Regions from separate parts of the Ovis aries genome. Here region 1 is linked to region 2. A link is a contact called in public Hi-C data. All regions are on one chromosome and are shown on one strand. The core of a region is the stretch at or near the end of the contact, and the rest is flanking DNA. Distances in the headings are between cores, read along the strand shown.

Region 1 (5,206 bases), core at 520-3,019, 41 kb before region 2:
GGTGCTACAGGTGTGTTTCTGCAGAGCATGGGGTTCCTGTGAGAATCTGTGTAAGTTCCTGTATTCACTCTGAGGCCTATGAAGATCCTGTGACTGCAACTGTGGAACCTGGGCTTGTTAGTGGGCTGGTCTCAAGCAGGATCAGCTCTCACTGTGGCAGGTGGGAAGTGTCCACAGTGGAACCTGGAGGGGACTGGTAAGGTCGAGCAGAGACAGCGAATGGTGCTTCTGTCCTGTATAGAGCGTTTCTGTTTTCACCTCTGGCAGTGGGGAATATTGGCCCAGCTGGAAGTCTGAATTTTTTAGATAAAGTCTGACTGTTTAAAGTGATTGGCATGGCACTGCAGTCAGTTTCTAAAATTGACATCATCTCTCAAGGATACCTTCTTGGGGTTTCTCAGATCTGAGAAACACTGCCTCAGCACCCACCCATCCCTGGGAAAGCCCACTGCAGAGTCCAGAGAGCAGAACCCAACTGTCTTGACGCCCTGGACCCCCACCCACTGCAGTCTTGGGTCCTAGCTGCATCTCAGAGACTCCGAGGAGGATGAAAGAGAGGGAGGGAGAGAGCACCCCCAGGGCTGGGGCACAGCACACAGCTCCCAGCCCACCCGCTACCTCGGAGATGGAGGAGTGGCAGGAGGAGGCTTTTTGCACCATCCGCTGTGCAAAGAGCTTTTTGAGCCGCAGGTAATCCTCCAGGACCACCTTCAGCAGCGAGCCCTGGGGGAGGGAGAGGGTTAACCCCCACCAAGGCCCTCCCCTTCCTGCCCCACCCCCCACTCTCTCTCCCCTGACAGGTGGGGGTAATGGAAGGTGACTCTGGGCGTCTGATCCTAGGGTAGAGGGTGGGAGCAGAGCCTGCTGACAGCGGCCAGCTGGACCCATTGTCACCGGAGTCCTGGCCTTGAGGCCACTGGGGCTGAAGCAGCTCATCAGCCCAGGGCTGCTCTCTGTTCTAGACCCCCAGAGAGTGGGTCTAGCTGAGGCCCCAGAGGTGGAGGAAGCTGTTTCCCAGGACCCTTCCCCGTCCTTGCATCCTCTGGAGTCCAAGCCCAGCCAGGGGTCTGGGTGCAGGAGGCTGCTAGGACGACTCACCTTGATGGGCCCCTCCCGAATGATCTGGCCCAGCTTGGCAATGTTATCATACTCCTGGATGGCAGCCCGCAGGTACCGCTCGTCGTCAGGCTTGACTGCTGCTGGTTCTCGCCCGAAAGTTCCCTGGGGAGAGGAGGCGTTCGCTGGAGCAAGAGTAGGCGGCACGCACACGTGTCCATGTGTGCACACGCGCATGCCCCTGCCCGCTCTGGCCCAGGCTCACATGGGTGCGGGTAGGGCTGTTCCACAGGTCAGCGACCTCACTCAGGTTCTCCGGCAGGTCATCCTCGTGTTCAGCCTGGGCGGCCAGCTCCAGGTTCCGGCAGAAAGGATCCAGCCACACAGGGTTGGCCCTGCAGATGGAGTGGGGTTGGGGGAAGGCTGAGAGAGGAAGGCTGGAGTGGACGGACACTTTTGATGGCCCCCACCGTTTCCTTGGCAAGATCTTGTCACAGGACTGGGGGTTGAGGGTGGTAAGAAATGCCCCTTGCCTGTGGCACCTGTGGGTGCATCCTCCCCTCAAAGATCCCACAAGAACCAGGACAACATCCCCATCTGGATCGGCTTTGGTGTGGAGGCCTCCTCTTGCACCCGGTACCCATGCCTCCCTGGAACTTGTGGCCCAGTCAGGTTGGGGAGCCCAAGTCAGGGTGGAGAGAGGGGTGTTTGGGCCAGCAGGGGGCACCCACACTCCAGGTTTCAGCCAGTCCATGATGCCCTCAGGGCCTGAGAGGCAGTAGAGACTTTACCCCAGTTTGGTCCAGGGTGGGGATGGAGTTTCCCTAAAGTGCACCCAGCAGGGTTCAGGGACCCCACTCACCCATCGAAGGAATACTTGTTGGTGTTGGGCATGTCCATGATGTCAATGAAGCCACGATTCCCTGTAGGAGAAGGGTTGGGGTGTGGGGTAGAGGGGTACACCCTGCTGGGGCTGGGGAGCTGGGCCTGAGCCAGCCTTGTGAGGCCCTGGCGGTCACTCTAGGCCCTCAGGGGCCCCTCCTATCTCCCCACCCATCACAGCCCTCTCTTACCTGCAGAGCCAGCCACGATGGCTTTGAGCTTCCTCTTGTGTCTAGAAAGAAGCAGAGGGGCTGGTGAAGGAAGCTGGGGCTGGACTGGCACCTTAGGGCCTAATGGCCCTGCCTGCCTCCGTGACTGTCTGCGGTCAGCCTGTCTCAGGGCAGGGCAGTAGGGGTCACTCACACGGTCCTGTAGTACCAGTTCATGAGGATGAAGAGCATGGCAGCCAGGAAGAGGAGAATGGCCAGGACAATGATCGCCATCTAGGGGAGCAGGGTCGGGCCTGAGTGGGTGAGAGCACCCAGGGCAGCACGGGGAATGTGGGGGTGGGTGTCACCTGGGGTACCTGCAGGGCGGACATGTCATCGGGCAGGCGGACAGAGATGGCGGGCTGCACGTCCAGGACGTTGTAGTTCCGGAACAGATTCCTTAGTTGCTCCTTGTTTTCGTCGATCATCTGGATCACCCTGGGCGAGGGGGCAGAGGCATCAGCCATTCCTCGAGAGCTCGTCCCACTCAGGCCAGTCTGCCCCCAAATTCACCCCCCACCAAGCCTTGTGAGATTCAGGCCCACCCAGCTTGGATAACCTTGTATTTTACAGCTTCACCATCCCTTCACATAAGATCCTGCTTGATCCTCACAATTGCTGTAATAGTCCCATTTCACACATGGGAAGAGTAAGGCTCAGGGGGTGGATCTCTGTTCACACACCTTCTCTCTACCTGCCCTGCCCACTCCTATACAGCAGGCATGATGGTGTTACCCTGCTCCCACACTCCAGGGTCAGGGCAGGCTGACAGACCCAACTCCAGGGCAGGGAGCAGACAGACAGCTGAGCACAGACGCACACCCACCGGTCCACATCCAGGATGCGGTTGGTGTCGCGGTTCACCACGTGGATGAGCAGCTCCGTCTGTGCAAAGTTCACCCGGCCCTTCTTGTCCACGTGGAACTGGGTGAGAAGGGCATCATGGGAGGCGTGGCAGGAGCAAGGCATGGGAGGGGCAGGCCTCTTCCAGCAGCCCCTCCTGCCCTGCCCTGCCCAAACCCCAGCACTACTGAATGCTCACCAACGGTCAAGCTCGAGGCTGACCACTGAACTGCACTGGGCCAGACACTATTATTAGCCCCAGTTTATAGAGGGGGAAACAGGCCCAGAGAGCTGTAAGGACCATGCTCAGGCAGCTAAGAAATGACTGATCCCTTTCATACACCCCAATCTCTCTGCACTGCTCTGTCCCTGTCCTGGCCCCTCTTCTTGCTCCACTGCCCCTAGACCCAGAGCAGGTTCCTCAGGGTACCTGCACGTCATCGGTGTTGACGATAGCACCGGTGATGTTGGAGAGCAGGCGGATGAACTCCTCCTCAAAGCCACGCACACGGTCGGGGATCTCGTTAATGACAATCTTGACCCGCTGGTCGTCCCTCAGGATGTAGATGCCGATGACAGCTGTGTCATTGTGGCCTGCCAAGTCCCGGGCCACGATGTCCACCACAAAGTAACCGGGGCTGTAGGCCATGAAGAGGTCGAAGGTGCGCAGGATGCCATCCACGCTCCCTGCAGGGACAGCCCATGGCTGGTGCACTTTCTCTAGAGAATTCTGTTTTATTTAAACACGTGGCATACTAAAAACACAACTTGGGCTGCACTGGCCCAAGGATGACAAGCTGGACCCTGCCATCCCACGCTGGGAGGCTGCGGAGCACTTCTGAGCACCCCCGTGTCTGTTTCTCACACATAACACATGCGCCTTGGAATTTCACAACCACAGCAGAGAGATGACCGGCGGTGGTACGGCACAGTCTTCTCTTAAAAGACTGTATTCAGAGACTTAGATCTGGGTTCAACGTCTGCCACTTTGTAGCTTTGTGACCTGTAGCAAGCTGCTTATTAGTTCAAGAGCAGTGGGAACTCGGAGGACAAAGCGATGTTGTCCGGTGGTGTGGCTGGAGGTGGCGGCATGTGAACTAGACCTTAGAGGGTGGTGAGGGGAGCATCCTGAAGGCAGAGATGAAGGTCAGGATGGTGTTCCAGGAAGGGAACACAAAGGGATCCAAGGCCCAGGCAGGATGGTGTGAAGCAGGCTGAAGGAATGGTGAGTAGTTCAGCCTGAGTGGGAGCCGTGCCCTTAAGGGTAAAAAGGGCTGTGGAACCAGAAAGTGGGATTAGAAGGAGGAGCTGATGAGCCTAGAAAGCCAGGTCAAAGAACCTGAATTGATTGCTGTGGGCAGCAAAGTGCAGGGAAGGGGCTGGAGCTGGAGGTTTGATTGGGACACCCACTGGGACACCTTCTGGAACCTAACCCAGAGATGCTCAGCTCTCCACACAGGCAGATGCACAAGCAACCATGCACACTTTTAGGCTGAAGTGTGCCTTTTGAATTCTGGCTCCCCAGTTCGTACCTAGTACAATGCCTGATGCAGGGGAGAGTGAGGTGCACAAATGGAAAGACAGGATATATGGAAAGGCGAATGGGGAGATGGATGGGCAGACGAATGAATGAAGATGAATGAATGGATGCATGAGTGGATGGATGAGGAGCTGGGAAGAAGAGAAGAAAGTGGGTGGGTAGGTATAGAGATGGATAGGTGGATAGCTGGATGGGTGAATAGAAGGACTGATGTGGCTGACTGGCCACCTACACCCTGTGGTACCCCCACAGACCCTATTTCGTCCAGACCTACAGGCCATGAAGTGGCTGGAGCCCTTACCCATCGTGAAGACCTGGCCCACGTCCTCAGAGTCATTGGCCAGGGCCTGGAAGTAGTGGATGGCCAGGATGCTATAGAAGACAAGGCTGTTGTTGCCAATGTCTGCGTCCAGGGCCAGCACCTGGATCAGCTCCGAGCCCACTTTGGCGTCAGTGGCCACTCCTGCAGGATATAGGCAGACGAGTGTGAGCAGTAGGGGAGAGGCCACCCCACACCCTGGGCCCAGGCTCTGGCCCCTGCACCTGCGGTGTACTCAGCCTTGGTGAAGCGTGGCGGCTGATCGTTGATGTCCTCCAGCACGACACGCACTTCCTGCAGGGTGAGGTCAGAGACCAGGTCAAAGGCTGGGGAGGGCCTGCGGGGAGGTGTCCAGCT
Region 2 (5,176 bases), core at 1,157-3,656:
AAATGGTGGTGGAGGGCCCAAATCTTTGAGTAAAGATAACTGTCAAGGAAGGATACGGTGTGATCTGTGGCTCCGCACACAGATGCAGCTGCGAGCGCTCACCACCAGCGAGGAGCCCGGCCCCTCATCCTTCTGAGCCCCTTTTGCCACAAGACATGCCAGCGCCACCCTGCAGCCTCACCAAGAGGGTGGTGGTACTGACATTGCCCATTTTCCCAGACTCCTGGAAGTGGCTCTAACCAGTGCAGGACTGAGAGTCAGGGGGGGCTCTCACAGAGCTCCTCTGTGGTCCCCTTCTCTCTAAGACCAGGCCGGAGCTTGGAGGGGGAGGTGGGTCTGACTTCCCCTGGCCTCTAGTGTGAGGAGGAAGTTGGTGCCCCAAAGGCCCTCTCAGCCAAGTTCTTCTGCCCTGATACTGCAGAAACAGTGCCTGAGGTTTCTGGACCATGCCCACACCTTGGGCAATGCCTCTGTGTCTCACCCTGATGCAAACCTAGAAGGCTCACTGGGGTGGGGGGAGTGTGGTGGGGAGGAAGCAAGTGGAGGGCAGGGGGACTGGGCCCAGCTCAGGTGTTCTCGCCCTCTAGGTAAGGGGTTGGCAGAGCAGTTGCTCCTCTCCCCCAATCCCAGCCTCCTCACACCCACCTTCTAGGTCCTGGGGCAGAGGGAGTCTGGTTTCAAGGGTGGTCAGGGCCAGGCCAAGCCAGGAAGGGAGGAGGGGAGGGAGAGCAGGTGCTCCAGGGTCTCACCCTACAGTGACCCCACCTCACTTCCACCGGACGATGGCCAGGGTGGGAAGGGCGCCTGGTACCCACCTGGTTTCAGTTGGCTTTGTAACTTCCCTGGGTGGAAGAACTCACACTCTGACAGGAAGAAGGGCCCAGGCTGTCCCCTAAAGTAGGGTCACAAGATCAGGACTGTGACCAAGAACTTGGATTATGTCCTGGAAATCACTGGGACTCCCATCCCAGGGGGAGTCCCTGGCTTCAGGGAGACTAGGCCTATGCCAGTTCACATAGTAATAGCATGATGCCCACCCTTCCTCTGTTGCAGCTCTCCCTACCCTGGGAGTGAGGGCTGGAAGCATTCAGAGAATCTCTGACTTGGACTAGTCTGCCCATGGGATACCCAGAGTTCCTGGCTTTCCTTGAGTCTCACCATCCTGACCCACACAGACTCTGACTGTACTTTGTCTTTCAGCCTGGGTGTTGCTTGTGAGGTCAAGACCCTTAACAGGTCGGCAAAGCCTTTGGAAGCTTCACCTAGGCGGGGGTAAACAGAGTACAGTGCTGGGCTCTCCCTCTCCCCTGATCCCTGGCCCTTACCATTGTCACCTCCACTTCTATTTGGGAAATCACTACTCACTCACACATCAACTTATCCATTCAGAGAAGTGTGTATCAAACATCTCCCCTATGCCCAGTTTTGTGCCAGGGACTCGGAAACATCAGAGACAGACCCTGGTTTCCAAAAGCTCATAGTCTAGCCCAGGAGGGCAAATGAGCCTGGGGGGAGGCCAGATATTTGGTAACACCAGGCTTGGTGTGGTAGACAAAGGGGTTGTAGACTGTTTGGAGACCTTCAGGGGAGATTCAGGGTGCTTTGTAAAGGGAAAGAGCCTGAGTTGAGCCCTGAGCGATAAGAAGAACCTGGAAGAAAGGAGAGAGACATTGCCAGGAGCGCCAGTACTGGGTGTGGTGCAAGAGCAGAGGGCTAGAGGTGGGCACGTGTGAGAGCGTCCTGCAGACATCTGAGGTACAGGGAGTAAGAGAGGCTGCAAGGTGGGAGGTGATGCTGGGGCCTGGGCCAGGGGAGTGCTGGTGATTTTCTATGGGACACACTACCCCATGTTGTGTGCACACCCCCCCACACACACGTGTCCCAGTGTAGGGGTGTGCCAAGCCTGCACCTATGCATGGGTACATACATGTGCACAAGAGTGTTGCAGGCTCTGGAACCTACAGTCGAGCCTGCTCCAACTTACCCAGCTCTTTACAAAAGTTAGATCCCATCCATCCATTCCACTACTGGGAGTGCCTACTACATATCAGGACCTGGGCTGGGTTGGAGGGTGATCGGTTCAAGCCCCTGCTGGTGGGTGAGGGCTGATACAATCTATGATGAGGATGCTAAGTTAGACGTAGATGTACTTCTCAGGCTTTGCACCAATACTAATCCTCTGCAAACAGGAATAGAGGAGAGAAGAAAAGGCTTGAAACTAGCAATCAAGCTGCGCTACTGACTCTCTAGGATACTGCCTGGCTCCCCCACCCTACAGGGCCAGGCCGTGCGGGACAGCGGGAAGTCCCTCCCGTGGAGCCTTGGAGAGGCAGTGCCCTCCATGGCCGCCCGGGGGTGCTGTGGGGCCCCCGGAGCGGGCGGCCGTCTGCGCTCACTTGTTCGACACTCACTCGCCTGGAGGTTTCCCCGCCGGCCGCGTCCCGTCCGCTCGCTGCGAACCAGGAGTACCCTCTGCGCGCCCCTGGGCTCCGCTCTGGCCCCGCTGCGCCAGACGCAGCTCTGCCCGACGGCGACATGGGTTTTCCCCCAGTCCCGGAGGCTGGCAGCCGGCGCTGGAGGCCTGTGCTCCTCGCCTTCTTCCTGGCTGCCTCCCGAGGTAAGGTTGGCGAGCCTGGGTGCGGGGGAGGAGCACCGGGAGAACACAGCGGGCAGGGTAGGGATCACAGGTCAGACGGGGGTGCCCTGGGAGCCCCCTTCAGCCGCCTGTGACCCACCGCACCCCCCGCGGCAGAGAGGCTGCTAGGACTACTTGGCAGCGGGCAGCAGCTCTCTGCCAAGTGCCCTGGCTGGGTGATGGGCACATCTGTTTGCTGACAGCTGCCTAAGCGGCTGCCTGTCCAAGCCTTCCCAGCCCAGGGAGCCCAGGGCACGAGCACCTTCTGCCGAACAGGAGGTGGACCCGGTGGAGACAACCCAGTGTGTTCTAGTGAATGCCCCTAGCATTTGACACCTGCGGCATCTCCCTGCCCCGCCTTAGGGCTCCAGGATCTCACACGGTAGGGGAGTTGTATACTCACAGCCACTGTCCTATACCCTGGTGACACTCACGGTTGACCCTTGGTGGGCACTGGTCAGTGTGGCCACTGGTCTACTGCTGGACATGCACACCCCTCTGAGGGTCTGAGTGCTGAGCGGTTAGCCGATTCCCGGCATTCTAGCAAAGCTGCCCCCAGGGGGACTGGGGAGAACATGGGGGCATTTCCCAGCTCAGTTATGAGCCCCTTCTAGGTCCTTGGATAACTTATAGCATCTTTCGGGCCTCAGTTTCCTTAGCTCAAACACAGAAGCCATACACGGGAAGGTGTCACTTTCCTCTTCCAAAGTCCAGACTTTCACAGCTCTAAGTGGTATGCTGGTCAGGACACAGGGGCTCCCTGAGTTGGGGGGTGGGCAAAGGAGGTCCTGGCACCCATAGTCTGGCCGACAGTTCTTGTCTGTCTAGGATTGGAGAAATTGCATCGTGAGGGAGGAGGGGACCAGCAGGCAGCCTATGGAACTCAACTTTTAAACTTTTTCCCTGGGAAGGCGGAGGGAAAGTGTGAGTCATGCAGGGAGTCGGAGGGAGGCAGGAGGGAGCTGGGGAGCTTGGCATGGGACCCAGTGAGCGAGTCGGAAGAAGAGGAGGGAGCGGATGACAGGGTAAGAGCAAGAGGAGGAGCCTGAGAGAACCTGGAGAACACCTCAGAAACTGAGGGCAGGCAGGCTCATGCCATCTCAGTGCTGGAAGGCTGGCCTGGCCTCCTATGAGGGGGAGGGAGCCCACACCCCGCAGACATGGCTGCCTAAGCCCTCGACTGGGTGCTCCCCAGGAAGAGTCCAAGCGGGTGGGGGAGCAGTCTCAGCACCAAGGCCATGGCTCGTGGCAGACATGGTTTCCCAGAGGAGCAGGGGATGGTGGCAGGCAGGAAGGCCAGCAGCCTGCTGGCTACAGAGCCCTGCCCTGTCCCAGCCTCTCCAAGTAACCCTGAGAGGCCGTCAGTTCTCTTAGCCCTGCCCTGGGTCCTCCTCTGGCTGGTCTGCTCTCTGCTCAGCAGCCCCAGTTTGGGAAACTGAACTCCAGAGGAGGAGCGCAGAGAGCACTGGCTCACGAGCAGCCAGCAGCACGGAGGCTCGGAGCCCCTCGCTTCGTGTTGTCTACACAGCTCGGAGACCTCCCAGAGACAGCTGGGTACTCCATCTCTTCCTGGGCCCAGCTCAGGGCGATAATTAGGGTTTGAAGCAGTCTTCCACTGAAAGGAGTCACGAGAATTCTCTTAGGTTTGAACTAGTCTGGGACTCAGTATTCCTAACTGTAATATGGGTGTGCTAATGAGTATTCATGCTGCTACCTAGTAGAGTGTGCAACAAGGGGGCTAAGAGATGGCCAGGCCTAATTGCAGGCATGGTCCAGAGGGTCTGTGAACTGAATAGACCTGCTTACCAGCCCGCTAGGTTCCTGCCCTGGGCAGGTTTGATGCTTACCAGCCCGCTGAGGTGCTGGGTTGCCCTGGGCAGGATTGATGCTTTGGGAAGGTGAGGTGGGGTGGCTGGTGCAGACCTGCTCTCTAGCTCTTGGGGCCAGGCCAGCACCGTGGAGAATGGTGGTGGTGAGCCTGATGCTTAGGGAGCCCAGGAGAAGTTGCAGATACCCCTTTCCTGGACCTGACTCAGGGTGAGATGGGTGGAGGGAGGTACCTAGGAGGCCAGGACCCAGAAGACCCCAAGGATGGCAGAGCCTCTTCTTCCTCTTTGGCATCCCTAGGGCCTATGGAAGTTATTGACCTTGCCATGACCTCACAGGCTGACCCAGGAGTCTCCAGCTCTGGGTCTAGTCCATGGAGGTGCACTGGGGAAGGAGGAGCCCATCCTTCCCTGTATGGTAAGCAGTGTTGCAGGCCCTTGTTGAGTAACCCAATGGTGCAAGCCTCTGACACAGCAAAGACTAGTCTTAGGAAATCCACAATCCTCTGCCCAGAAGCCCTGGGGTGGAGAGAAGCAGCCTTGAGGCCATGGAAGGGGTCCCCAGCTATATTGGGGAGCCCCTGGCTGGGCTGGTTGCTCTCTTTTTCTCCAAAGTAGGGCAAAGGTTCCCTGCTTGGGTCTGACCTCCAGGGACAGGGTGGCCCCAGTGGGAGGTACACTGCTGAGGGGTGACCTCCCTATATGCAACACACAC

Evidence for each region. A called contact is a pair of places that touch in the nucleus more often than the background predicts.
Region 1: a Hi-C map of hypothalamus shows a contact between it and region 2, with 2.9 times the contacts expected there. The contact joins the enhancer-like site here to the promoter of VSIR in region 2. A contact is called at or near these places in 3 of 16 Hi-C or Micro-C datasets (blood, hypothalamus and omental adipose tissue).

The regions. Positions count from the first base shown.
Region 1 is chr25:27,191,999-27,197,204 of ARS-UI_Ramb_v3.0, reverse strand. LOC101107570 (cadherin-23) reads right to left here. Exons shown (of 34, transcript XM_060406593.1): 25 at 5,074-5,206; 26 at 4,832-4,993; 27 at 3,421-3,677; 28 at 2,974-3,071; 29 at 2,465-2,585; 30 at 2,302-2,381; 31 at 2,130-2,170; 32 at 1,919-1,979; 33 at 1,322-1,451; 34 at 1-1,221. The coding sequence ends at 367. Among named protein-coding and RNA genes, the nearest start is that of PSAP, 37 kb to the left of the region's middle. Within about 2 kb of position 1,769, at least 14 of the 54 cell types and tissues checked have an H3K27ac peak or open chromatin away from gene starts, as enhancers often do. A contact at or near this core is called in hypothalamus, where this site is marked.
Region 2 is chr25:27,151,806-27,156,981 of ARS-UI_Ramb_v3.0, reverse strand. It overlaps VSIR (V-set immunoregulatory receptor), which reads left to right and starts at 2,406. Exons shown (of 7, transcript XM_004021444.5): 1 at 2,406-2,617. The coding sequence starts at 2,536. The region is part of intron 4 of LOC101107570 (cadherin-23); the gene reads right to left.